Regions from separate parts of the Zea mays genome. Here region 1 is linked to region 2. A link is a contact called in public Hi-C data. All regions are on one chromosome and are shown on one strand. The core of a region is the stretch at or near the end of the contact, and the rest is flanking DNA. Distances in the headings are between cores, read along the strand shown. Region 1 holds the start of LOC103629182 (wall-associated receptor kinase 2). Region 2 holds the start of LOC100285889.

Region 1 (5,860 bases), core at 712-3,211, 250 kb after region 2:
TATGATTATTAGGTTTTAAAATTAATTAAGTAACAAAACAATTATTTGTAGACAAAGTTTTACATGTTTGAACGACTTATAATTTAGATTTGGAGGGAGTATATATATGGTGAAATTCTAATCAGTCACTATTTTTTTGCAGTTTTTAGGGATGCATGTGCACCCCTATACACAACAAGTACAAGGTAGCTTCGCCCCTGGCAACCAACTTTGGTGATGTTATACTTAGGCTTAATATATATAGGGTTCCACTAATAGTCTACTGGTTGTTGCAGGAGTAGATGTATACAACTTATGATAGACTTTGAAAAATACTGGGAGTGGCCTGCTGGATTAGATAGTGATCTTTTAGGTATCTCTTGTACTTGAAAGACCGATCCAAGGGCTCAGGTTGTACATGTTCTAAGTGACTTTTGGGTTGTAATGAACGATTGTGGGAGGTCTGAATACTTTTATTCCATTAAAATAGACTTTGCAAAATAGCTCCACACACAGTTGACTTTACCTTTGATAAGAATTTCATGACATAAGATGTGTTTATCTTCTACTATGTGGCGATATATATAAGCAAGATTGACCCTCAAGAATTTACGATATATATGTTGCATAGCAAAACTTCTTCCTTTTTTAAGAAGAATTAATATTAACTTCTAGGTATGTTGATAACTTCATTTGAATTGGCTTCAACCTTTTGACCTAATAGCTAGATGGTAACCAACATATATATTGTCTTTTTAAATAGAGTATTTTTGTTACTCTACTTTATACTACTACTACCATTGTTTAAAATTATAAGATATTTTAAATTTTTTAATGTATACTCTCTCCGTTCCATTTTATTATATTTGTCGCCATTTATTTTAGTTCAAAAATAAACTAGCGGACGACGAATATTCGAGATCGAAGGTAGCTAGTATTTTTACTATGTACTTAGATTATACACTAGATACATATTTAACAAAACTATAGTGTTTGATAATTTGGAATGGGTGAATTGGATTATAAAGTATGTAGCTGTGTTTGGGCATGCACTTACCAGTACATCCATTGGTAACATATGGATTGCCATCGTAGCCCATGCTACAGTTGCAGACGTAGCCAGGTCCATTGGTAGAGTTGTAACAGTCACTGTTGGAGCTGACACAGGCATAGTTGTGCCCCTGCCCCTTCTTGGCCTCCTCGCACGTCTGGGTCTGGTTGTCCCTGATGGCCCAGTCCAGCCACACCGGCATCGTCCTGTTGCGATCCATCTTGAGGTCTGTGGTGTGAAAGGTGTAGTTCTTGTCTACGAAGAAGGCGTAGTCGCAAGGGCTGAAGTCCAGCCTATTCTTATGGGTGTACGATCTGAAGTTCATGTTGTTGTTGGTGAGGCCGGACGGGAAGTCGACATGGCAGCACCCGACGCCGGAGCAGACGCCGTCCACGGCGCTCGCAGAGTTGTTGCAGAAGCACATGCAGCCGGTGTAGTAGGCGTAGGAGTAGTCGCTGCCTTCACTCCGCTGGCTCTCGGTGTAGCCCAGGGAGTTGCAGCCGACGACGACGACCTGGTTCCGGGCGTTGGAGATGCGGTACACGCCGGCCTTGTTGAACTGCACGTCGCCGTAGTCGACGTCATACACCTGGTCCGAGGAGTTGTAGCACTGCCAGGCGACGGGCAACATCACGAGCGCCTCCGCCGTGCTGATGGAGAGGTTGCTCAACGGGACCGCCCTCGTGGTGCCGAAAAGCACCGGCGTGCCGCCATCGCAGATGATCTCGAAACCCGGGCGGTAGCAACCGGCGCCGATGCCGAACGGGTATCGGATGGCAGTGCCGCCGCAGCTGTCCTGGCAGCCTGGGAGAGCCTCGAGAGCTGCAGCGCAAGCCTTGATCGTGAAAGCCGCTGCTACCACCAGCAGCAATGGCAGTATGGTCAAAGCCGTCGACATTACTATTCTATGGTTCGCTACTTCTCGACTACCGGTGATCGACTAGGAGGTAGCACTCACTGCGTTTAAGTAGCGAGTGGCTAGAGCTGCAACTGCAACCCTTGCCAACTACTCCCTCCCTATCAGTACATGTCACAATCACAACATTTGACTTTGTAAAGTTTATTAGGAGATTTTGCAAAAAAAAATCTAATACAATTCTACATATACAAGTTACATTTTTTAATCTAAACATAAAATCGCTACGATAGAACAACGATCCATACTCCTAGATAGAATAGGAAAGGATTAAATGACTAAAAGGTAATAATTCTACCAAATAGTCTATTTTTTGCACCTAAATTTCAACTCTATCCTAGTATGTCAATTCTAATAATATGAATATGAAAAATAATTTGCACAAAAGTAAATAATCAAAGGAAATAAAGTGTTAGAAACACGGCGATGTTTTTCCAAGATATCATAGAGTGAGCACTACTCACTAGTCTTTATTAGAAAATCCACGCAAGGGTTTGGTTCCCTCTTGATCCGTGCAAGCATCAAGTGCTCTCTATGAATTGGTTATTCATCACTACGGCATGGTGAATCATCCACGATCGTTTACACCATGAGTTGGGCCACTCACAATCTTCATAAAGTGATCACCAAGCATCCAATCGACACTAGACCATCTAAGTAATGTCGATCACCAAGAATAGCAAGCACAAACTATCACTTGACATAATCAAGCCTAATGACGAAGGTGAATACATACTTGCTACTCTCTGTGCACTATAAGTTCTCTAATATCACGATTATCAGATCCCAAATGCTTCACTAAAAAATGGCTCTCCCAGTTTCCTCATATGAACAAATGGACAAGAGTGTAATACCCAAAATATAGTGGAATAAAATAATTCTTTCAGTATAGGGTTTATGTGATTTCATTTTATTTTTGTGCATAACAACAATTATGGGCTTGACTAAAGCAATTAACAATTAAACAAACACAACAAATGTCCACTATGCTGGTAATTTTGTATTGATGTATCTAATTTGACAAAGTCATAAAAAAATATAAATTCAAACTGAATCTGAAAACTCTAAAAAAATTATTTAAAAACAGAAAATAAGAAAAGAAAATAAATAGAAGATAAATACAAGGGATACAAAAAACAGAAATAATCTCTACTACTTATTAAGGCGGTAAGGGGTAGGCTGTCATTCCGTGTTCTGTCATTCCCATTCCTCCCTCCCTGCAAAGCCATTCCATGTTTCCCAGTTGCCATTCCGTGTTCTGTCATTCTCATTTCCCCCTCACCGCACTGTCTTTCTCATTCCCCCCTCCCCGCAAACCACATTCCCATTCCCACGTGCATCCCATGCCTAGCTAAAATTAAATTAAAAAACACAAATGTGGCTCCAATGGATTTGAACTTGCAACCCCTCAAGCAAATGTGCTCGTAGCTACCACTACACCACATGTGTGTTTATGTCAATATCTGTTACAGTAAAAATATCTACTACATCTCTCTCAAAGCCCACCTGCTACCCTTGCACAATGTGTAGTAGTAGATAATTATCAACGAGATTCCTGAATTATATTTTTGAATAGAGAAAGTAGTATTTAAAGAAGAGCCTTGCATGCAATTTCTTTTGTTTGAATAATGTTTTCAACTTAAATTCCTTTTTTATATGTGTGACATTTATTCTACGTAATATTTTTTCTTAGATCTGACTTGTGAGTGATTTTCATAAACCCATGCCAAAGATGAATCCATGTTTCTTACTTGGAATCCCCGAACAAACACCACTGGCAGGAGGCGCTCGCGTTGGCGTTGCTCATCGACGACGAGAAGAAGCTTGGCGACTGCCAGTTCGACCTCTCGAAGCAGTACTACGTGTCCGCATGCATCGCTGTGTTCGGCAAGCTCCAGCGCAGCCGCCGCTTGGACGTGGTCTAGAGCGGCTGCACCGCGCTGTCCATCTTCAAACAGGGGGACCTCATGGTCGTCGCCAACAACGGCGACTCTCGGGTTGTTCTAGGCACCGCATCTGACAACGGCGCCATCACGTCATCCAGCTCATCATCCACCGGAAGCTCAACCTGCCACGTAAGTCACTACTGACCAGCCATGAATTCTTGTGCGCTGGGACGACGACCGTTGCTGACGTTGTATGAGTGTCCTCGAACAAGATGTATGTAGAGGAGTAGCACATCCGGTGGTGCAACGGCTAGGTGTACTACCTTGCTGATGAGCCCAGGGTGCACTTCGTTTGACAGCCCAGCCAAGAGTCATCGGTACTCGCCATGTCGTGCACGTTCGACGACTACTATATCAAGGACTATGGCGTCATCTTGGCTTAAGAGGTGATGTAGAGGAGGACCGACAGCAATGACCACTCGCCATCGTCGGGGTAGCTTTTGGCTGACCTGCCTTTAATTCTCTTCGCAAACACATACACTTGCCTTTTTTGTTTAAGCAAGCGTGTATGATGGTGCGTACCTGATGACTGACAATGTACGAGGGAACTTCTACCGACAAGTGTGGCACGTGCTCTTCAATGATGAGACCATGCAAATCGTGGCATATATCGAAGTCTGCATGATACTGATGGTTGCAATGTAGTAATGAAACAACTAAATTAAAATAACAAAATTTATGTATGGCTAGGATTACAAATGGATTATGAAACATTTTCTTATAACAATATAAGATACATTTTATATATAAGTTATTATGTTATTATATGTTTCCGTTGCAATGCACGGGCACTCACCTAGTAAAGATAAAAGCATTTAACTTCTGTTGGTCCGGCCACTTGCGCCACGTACACACTCACGCTACGCTGCCCACTCCCCACCGCAGCGTCGACATGCGGGGCCCGCTAGCCGGCCTCACTTGCCCACGTGCTCCGCTTGGATGTCGCTGGCGTCACTACACCAAAATAGTGAACTTCCTAGAGCCTAAACCCTAGGAAGTTAGCCCTAAACTCTAGGAAGTTAGCTAAACTCTCGGAAGTTAAGCCATCCCGTCGGAAGTTTGGCTCTCGGAAATTTTTTGTCGGAAGTTAGCTTAACTTCCTAGAGCCCTCTAGGAAGTTAGCTAACTTCCTACAGCCAAAGAAGCCTCTCTGACTAACTTCCTACGACTAACTTTCTACGGTTGACTGTAGCCCCTAGGAAGTTAGCTGGATAACTTCCTACGACCCAATAAGCCTCTAGGAAGTTAATTTGACCAGCATTACAAATGTTGTTTATTTTTATTTTACACCACATTCCACAACATAACAAATATGTCAACAGATATATAACACAACATATTTTCAGATAAAACATCTCACACACAATCACATAACAATATTTAAATCCATAGTCTCATCAATTACATCAGAAAAGTCTCATCCATAGTCATAATAAGACATCTCATCCAGTACTAATAAGAGACAATATCTCATACATAGTCATAATAAAAGTCTCAAGTATCAGAACACAATAACATGGAAGCTCACGGTCGTCGATCACCGTTGGGTTACAGTGACGAGTGATGGTCGATACCTCCACTAGCGAAGAGCGTTTCGACAAAGTCTAACCCGTCTTCTCGTTCATGTGTCGGCAAGGTAGCTGGAGGGGTCTAATATACATGTACAAATGATATTTGCTGAGTTACATCTTAATATAACTAACAACAAGTAAATGATGATGTAGGTGTAGGTGGAGGTGAAGACCAAGGATAATGAACTTGAGGTGGTGGTGGGGGCACCGGGACGTGTATCCCTTGGGCTTGTGCTAGTTGCTACAAATTTATCGAAACCTCAATAGCCTGCAAAACTCAAAAACCAACTCTCTTAGTTCATCACAGGAACAAAAAAGGAACTATATAGTATGCCTAAGTGGCTTCAAGTTATAGAACTAAAAATCTTTGTGAACAAAATCGGAAACGCAAGTGGCT
Region 2 (5,567 bases), core at 1,362-3,861:
CAGCATGGGCTTGACCTGTTGATCATACATGAATTTGTCAGAAAACCTTGTGCCAGAAATATTCTTTGGCTAATTTCGTAACGATGCTTTACTATTTATTTCCATGTGTTCCATTGCAGTTGTCAGTTATATTACATAATTAATTACGATATAGGCAAGCAAGTTGAGTGTATATGCAGAGTAATAAAATAGAAGTGCGTACCCAGTTAACCAGGATCTGTTCACTTGCTGGCCTGGAGGTATCCACTGCTCTTCTTCCTGTGATCAACTCCAGTAGGAAAACCCCAAAACTGTACACGTCGGTCTTGACAGTTAGCTGGCCTGTTCTTATGTATTCCGGAGCGCAGTACCCATACGTTCCCATCACCCGAGTGGAGATGTGTGTCTTTCCCTCAACTGGGCCAAGCTTTGCGAGCCCAAAATCTGAGAGCTTAGGGTTGTACTTCTCATCGAGAAGGATGTTGGGGGACTTGAGATCCCGGTAAATGACAGGTGGGTTCGCCTTCTCATGGAGGTATTCAAGCCCTTTTGCAGTTCCATAAGCTATCTTCATCCTGAGATACCAACTCAGTGGCACTTGATCAGGAGTGCTATCTGCAATGGCAGTTCAAATTTTAACATTTAGTTGTCTGTAGATTAGGAAACACCTCACACCCATTAGAGAGGGGTGACTTTCATATATATAGCCAGGATACAATCTGGAGTACAAGATACAAATATATCTATAGACTATTATATCTCTAATACCTACCTGCAGTCACAACAGGAGGGAACTGGACGCAAGGACTGGACCTAAAGTCACTAAACAACTGTACAGAAAGTCCCTTTCGGGAGGGGTGACTTTCATATATATATAACCAAGATATAACTTGGCGTACAAGTAAGATACAAACATATCTATAGACTATACATATCTCTAGTAGTGTCTTGTTCACCATATTATAAAGTTATGTAACACTGATATATATCTGAATGTGTTAGTGAAGACAAAAGTCTAGCACTTACCAAGCAGGTGATCTGCAAGTGAGCCAAGTGCCATGTACTCATAAACCAGAAGCCTTTGATCTCCATCTGCACAATAGCCCACCAAATTGACTAGGTTTGGATGGTGCAATAGGCTGAGCATCAGGACCTCAACTAGGAACTCTCTGTTGCCTTGATACCCATTCAGGTCTAGTTGCTTGACAGCAACAAGCTGTTCACGCAAACCGGAAACAAGTCAGCCACTAATGACTGTAGATGAATTAGCAAGCTTGTGTATACGTAGAACGTTTGAATGTTTTTTTTCTGTGTGGTGTGTACCTGTCCGTTTTCAAGCCTGCCCTTGTATACCCTGCCGAATCCCCCTTCTCCGAGAAGGCAGTCAGAGCGGAAGTTTTTCGTGGCCGTGGCTAGCTCACGGAACGTGAATGCTTTTGCGGTTTTGGCAACAGAACAACTTCCTTTAGGAGGTTCGATGCTTGCTGCTGTTTCAGATGATGGCCTGTGCTTGTGCTTCGAAGCAACTGGTGGTGGCCTGATGGACCCTGCAAAAGGTGAGGTGGTAAACTGCATTAGACATAAATCTCTATTTTTCTGCTCCTTCGGTTGTTGACTATTCCTGCCATTTGCTGAACAAATTTGAAGAGTATGTATATGCGTATGCTATATATATCACTGAAATCCATTTTCATCCATAACAGTTAAGAACTAGACATGAATTGCAGCAGTATGTATAGCACCAAAATACATGTGACACTGGCAGGGAAACAGATAGTGCACAGCATGATTGCTACATGGATTCGGTTCAGAGGAATATATGCAGTGACACAGGGGGTTTGGTTTCGTCCCTTAAACAAGATACAACTGAATGGTCGGCGTTTTCATCAGGTCTAAAAGCATCTCTCAGGAAACCACTGACCCTGGTACAGTATATATAGATTGTTTAACCACATGTATATCCTGCTATAAGATTGATGTGCAGCAGAACAGGACGTATTGGGAGATTGCAGAATTTGGATCTTTATACTTGTGCGTCGTATTTAATCTGTTTCCTAATTGTTTGTTTTGTTTGCCGACATCTCTCCCAGTCCCAACAATCATTTTTTTACGCGATCAGTTTGAAACAGTGCAAAAACATGCTAATTCCTTATTTTTCGTTGCAAGATTTGTCTTTTGGTCCTTACCAGATTCCCTGGGAGGCGCTTCGTTCTGGCTGGGGGCCTTGTTGACGACCGTGACCTCCCTGGATTCCGTCCTCCTGGGTGGCACCTTCTTGTCGGGCTTGAAGCATCCGAAGCAGCTCATCTTCTCCCAGCTGTACGTACCAGAACCTTGGATCTCTTCTCTGCCCCTCTCCGCTCTCGCAGTGGGTAAACCTCGTCCCCTCTCTCTAGAACGCACAGACCGATCCGCAGGCCTCGTTGTGCTGACAATGAGAGCACGGGTGGGAGTCTATATGCCTGCCTCCCTCCTTGTGCTAAAGATCTCGCAAACAGGCTGTGGATCGTTGTTGGTGCTTTGTGCGCGGTAAATGTGATCTCTGTGGGGGAAAATGTGGTCAGGTGGGATGAGCATTCGCTCCATGCCTTTGCGCCGAGGAGAGGATTTGCTGAGCCAAGAATAGGGGTCCTAAACTTAGTAGAAGCTCCGTGCGTCTTCCAGGATCTTGTGTCCCCCCCCCCCCCCCCCCCCCCCCCCCCAGCTAACGCGCTGGATGTGATGATGCCTTCCAACTCTTTATCTAGGAACAGAACACCGCTGGATGTGAATTGTTTCTCGGAACACGTTGTTGTTTTTTTCCCCCCACCACTCTAGCTGCCAGTTGAGTTGCGCTTGATAAGTTCAGACAATGAGACGTTATTATGTGGGTACGGGGTACCTACTTGGTTGAAGCAGCAGGACTTGAATCGTGGCAGGTAAAAGAAAAACAAACTGTTTTCGACAGGCTCAAGGAACATGGACTGTGTGTCTATCTATCGTCTGGCTGGAGTACGTTATGGTTGCAGGACCTGATGGTCCTTTCTGAACCTCTGATCCAGGCCTGCAGGACACGTGAGGGAGAGAGGCTGGACAAAGGGCCTTTTCAGGCTGTGATGCGGCTGCGAATACTGGCTGGTCATTGGCCATGCGTCCAATCCCCATGTACAGTACAAGTGTGAGATCTGTTAGTACTTGATATAGATCTCATCTGAGTAGGGGGGAAAAAGGTAAAATTGCACGGACAGGGTCCTTAATTAATTTGTCCAGAGGTGTCATCTGGTCCTGAGGTGCCGTAGGCTTTCCAGGTCCTCTCCTGTGTGGGCGTTACCTGGATTCTAAACTTCCTTCAAGTGTAATTTTTCGCGTCCTCGGAGTTACACCGTGTCATCTAGATACAAACAGCCTTAACAACCTAATACCTCGCTTCTTTGCTGCAATCCTTCATGTCTACTATGTATGGTTCTTTCCTCTCCCTCTTGCTCACACTATGTGCGCCACTAGTAGATCTGTCGCCATCCTTGCATACCTTTTGACTTCATTCCGCATTCCATCTGGCTAAACGCTCCTAGTAGAAGTGGCGAGGCTGACTGAGATCGGGTGCTCGTGCTCCCCAGGTTTGGGAAGTGGAGCGAGGAATCTTTGCATGCCAGCCAAGCAAATAAATACGCCGAAAACTCTCGCTGGCCGGCGCCGTCGTCCCTGGATGGAACCCCGTGCGTCCATCCACGATCCACCAATCCATAAGCGCGGCCGTGGGCCGTGGTTTGCTTGCCTACCTTACCTGCCATGTTATGCCAGGTTATCGCCATTGTTCCAGGAGTACAAGCATACGCGGGGGCTGTACTACGTGTGTGAGTGAGTGTGTCCGACTGGCCATCCAAGTGAAACTGTGGGTGGGTAGGGGGTGCAGGGTACTGGTAGCATTCATTCGTGGCCGGTCACAGCGTTTGGAAGTGATCAACCCATGGCCTTGAGGGCTCCTTTGGAACAAAGGAAATATGAAGGATTTTTGAAGGATTCCTTCCCTACAAGAAAAATTCCTGTGTGAGTCTTTGGAACACAGGATTCAATCCTATCAAATCCTTTGAAATTCCTATGGATTGCTTTCCTCCATACAAATTTTGGAGGAAAATAACAAGAGGTCCAACCTCTTGGAAACTTTCCTATGACTCTTATCTCTCTATTCAAATTCCTGCACAGCATCCAAATGCCAGGTGAGAAATTTTCGTGCATTCCCAATTCATATAGGATTGCAATTCATAGCCAACTCTAATCCTTTGTTTTTCCTATACCTATGTTTTCACATTCCTGTGTTCCAAAGGGGGCCTGATTTGTGCCGTCGTGCACTGGAGCCGCCGCCCAGATCACACCACACCCTCCTCTTCGCTCGCTCGCTCAATCGACTGGAGATTCTTTACAGACAACCGTGGTCCCTCACTCGCTCTCGCTTCTCTTCCTGCAACTACCAGAAATCGAGAACAACGACGGCTTCACAAGAAAGAAAAAACGCGTGAATCGAATGATAACGCCTTTTTTGACCGCAGGTCGTCGCTGCTGTAGCAGTGTAGCACGAGGCGAGTAGCCTAGAGTAGACTCGCATCATTTGTAATGGTAGCAGCATCAGTTGGTGCCACGCCGTACGAGCGTCACTACTCACTAGTGGCCGCCACCTCTTCTTCCTCCTCCTCCTCCTCTTTTTCTAGTAGCACAGTTGTAATGGTAGACGTGGAGTAAAGGCGGCGCCGGCCTCCGCGCGACGACTTCCGGTCGGTGCCTGACCACGCCATGGATGTCAAAGCAGCGCGCCGCAGCACTAGGCGCTAGCAGAGAGATGAGAAGGAGAAGAGGATGCTTTCCTTCCCTCCGCAAGCACAGGATCGCGTACCGGCGCAAGCTATCCTTTCCTTTCCTTTGGTACAGCTCGACACCTTGTGACGTCTCACTCACGGGATGAACAGAACAGAGAAAGGCATCTTTCTCTCTGCACCGGAGAGAATAATCTTCTCTTCTCACCCGTGCCGTGGGATTATCTCCGTGCTCACCTCCGCAAAGGTCTACCAACAAAAAGATAGTGGGTGGGGCCGGGAGGGGAAAAGCTGGCGTTTTTGAATCTCTGATCCTCCTGCGGTTCGAGGAAGAGGACAATTGGCTGATCTGAGCTCTGAGCTAATCGAAGGAATCATGCGAGCTCTGTATTATTATCGAGACAAATGTGTGTAATAATGTAACGAATGGAGGCTGGCTTTGATGATGTGATCTGGACTGCATTGCTGCTACTAAACAAACAATCCTATGTACTCAATACCCCCCCGGTCAGGCTCAGGCAGTCACCTGGCTTCGCCGGCGGTGCTGCTGACCCGGATGTCGTGGCCGCCCCTGCGCAGCGTGCTGGTGAGCGAGGACGAGCTGAGCGAGCCGGACGACGACGAGTCCGACAGCGGGAGCCCCAGCATGGCGTGGTAGTCCGACACGCTGTCCTGCAGGCTCAGCAGCAGCTGCTGGTTGGCGCTGCCGAGGCTCATGGACGGCCGCGCCGCCGGCACGAACGGCGGGTCCGCCTCGCCGCCCAGCACCTGCACCACGGCGCGCATCCCGGGCCGCAGCGC

The links. Hi-C and Micro-C count contacts between places; a contact is called where the count stands out from the background.
Region 1: a Hi-C map of ear shows a contact between it and region 2, with 2.8 times the contacts expected there. The contact joins the promoter of LOC103629182 here to the promoter of LOC100285889 in region 2. A contact is called at or near these places in 6 of 25 Hi-C or Micro-C datasets (bundle sheath, ear, leaf and 2 more) and 1 of 3 datasets of contacts at active chromatin or transcription factors (leaf).

What each region holds. Positions count from the first base shown.
Region 1 is chr6:35,114,078-35,119,937 of Zm-B73-REFERENCE-NAM-5.0, forward strand. LOC103629182 (wall-associated receptor kinase 2) reads right to left here and starts at 1,962. Exons shown (of 3, transcript XM_008650354.3): 1 at 1,037-1,962. The coding sequence starts at 1,928.
Region 2 is chr6:34,863,640-34,869,206 of Zm-B73-REFERENCE-NAM-5.0, forward strand. LOC100285889 reads right to left here and starts at 2,612. Exons shown (of 5, transcript NM_001158779.2): 1 at 2,166-2,612; 2 at 1,303-1,526; 3 at 1,006-1,195; 4 at 203-594; 5 at 1-15. The coding sequence starts at 2,286. LOC100281724 reads right to left here. Exons shown (of 1, transcript NM_001154644.2): 1 at 5,131-5,567. The coding sequence ends at 5,289.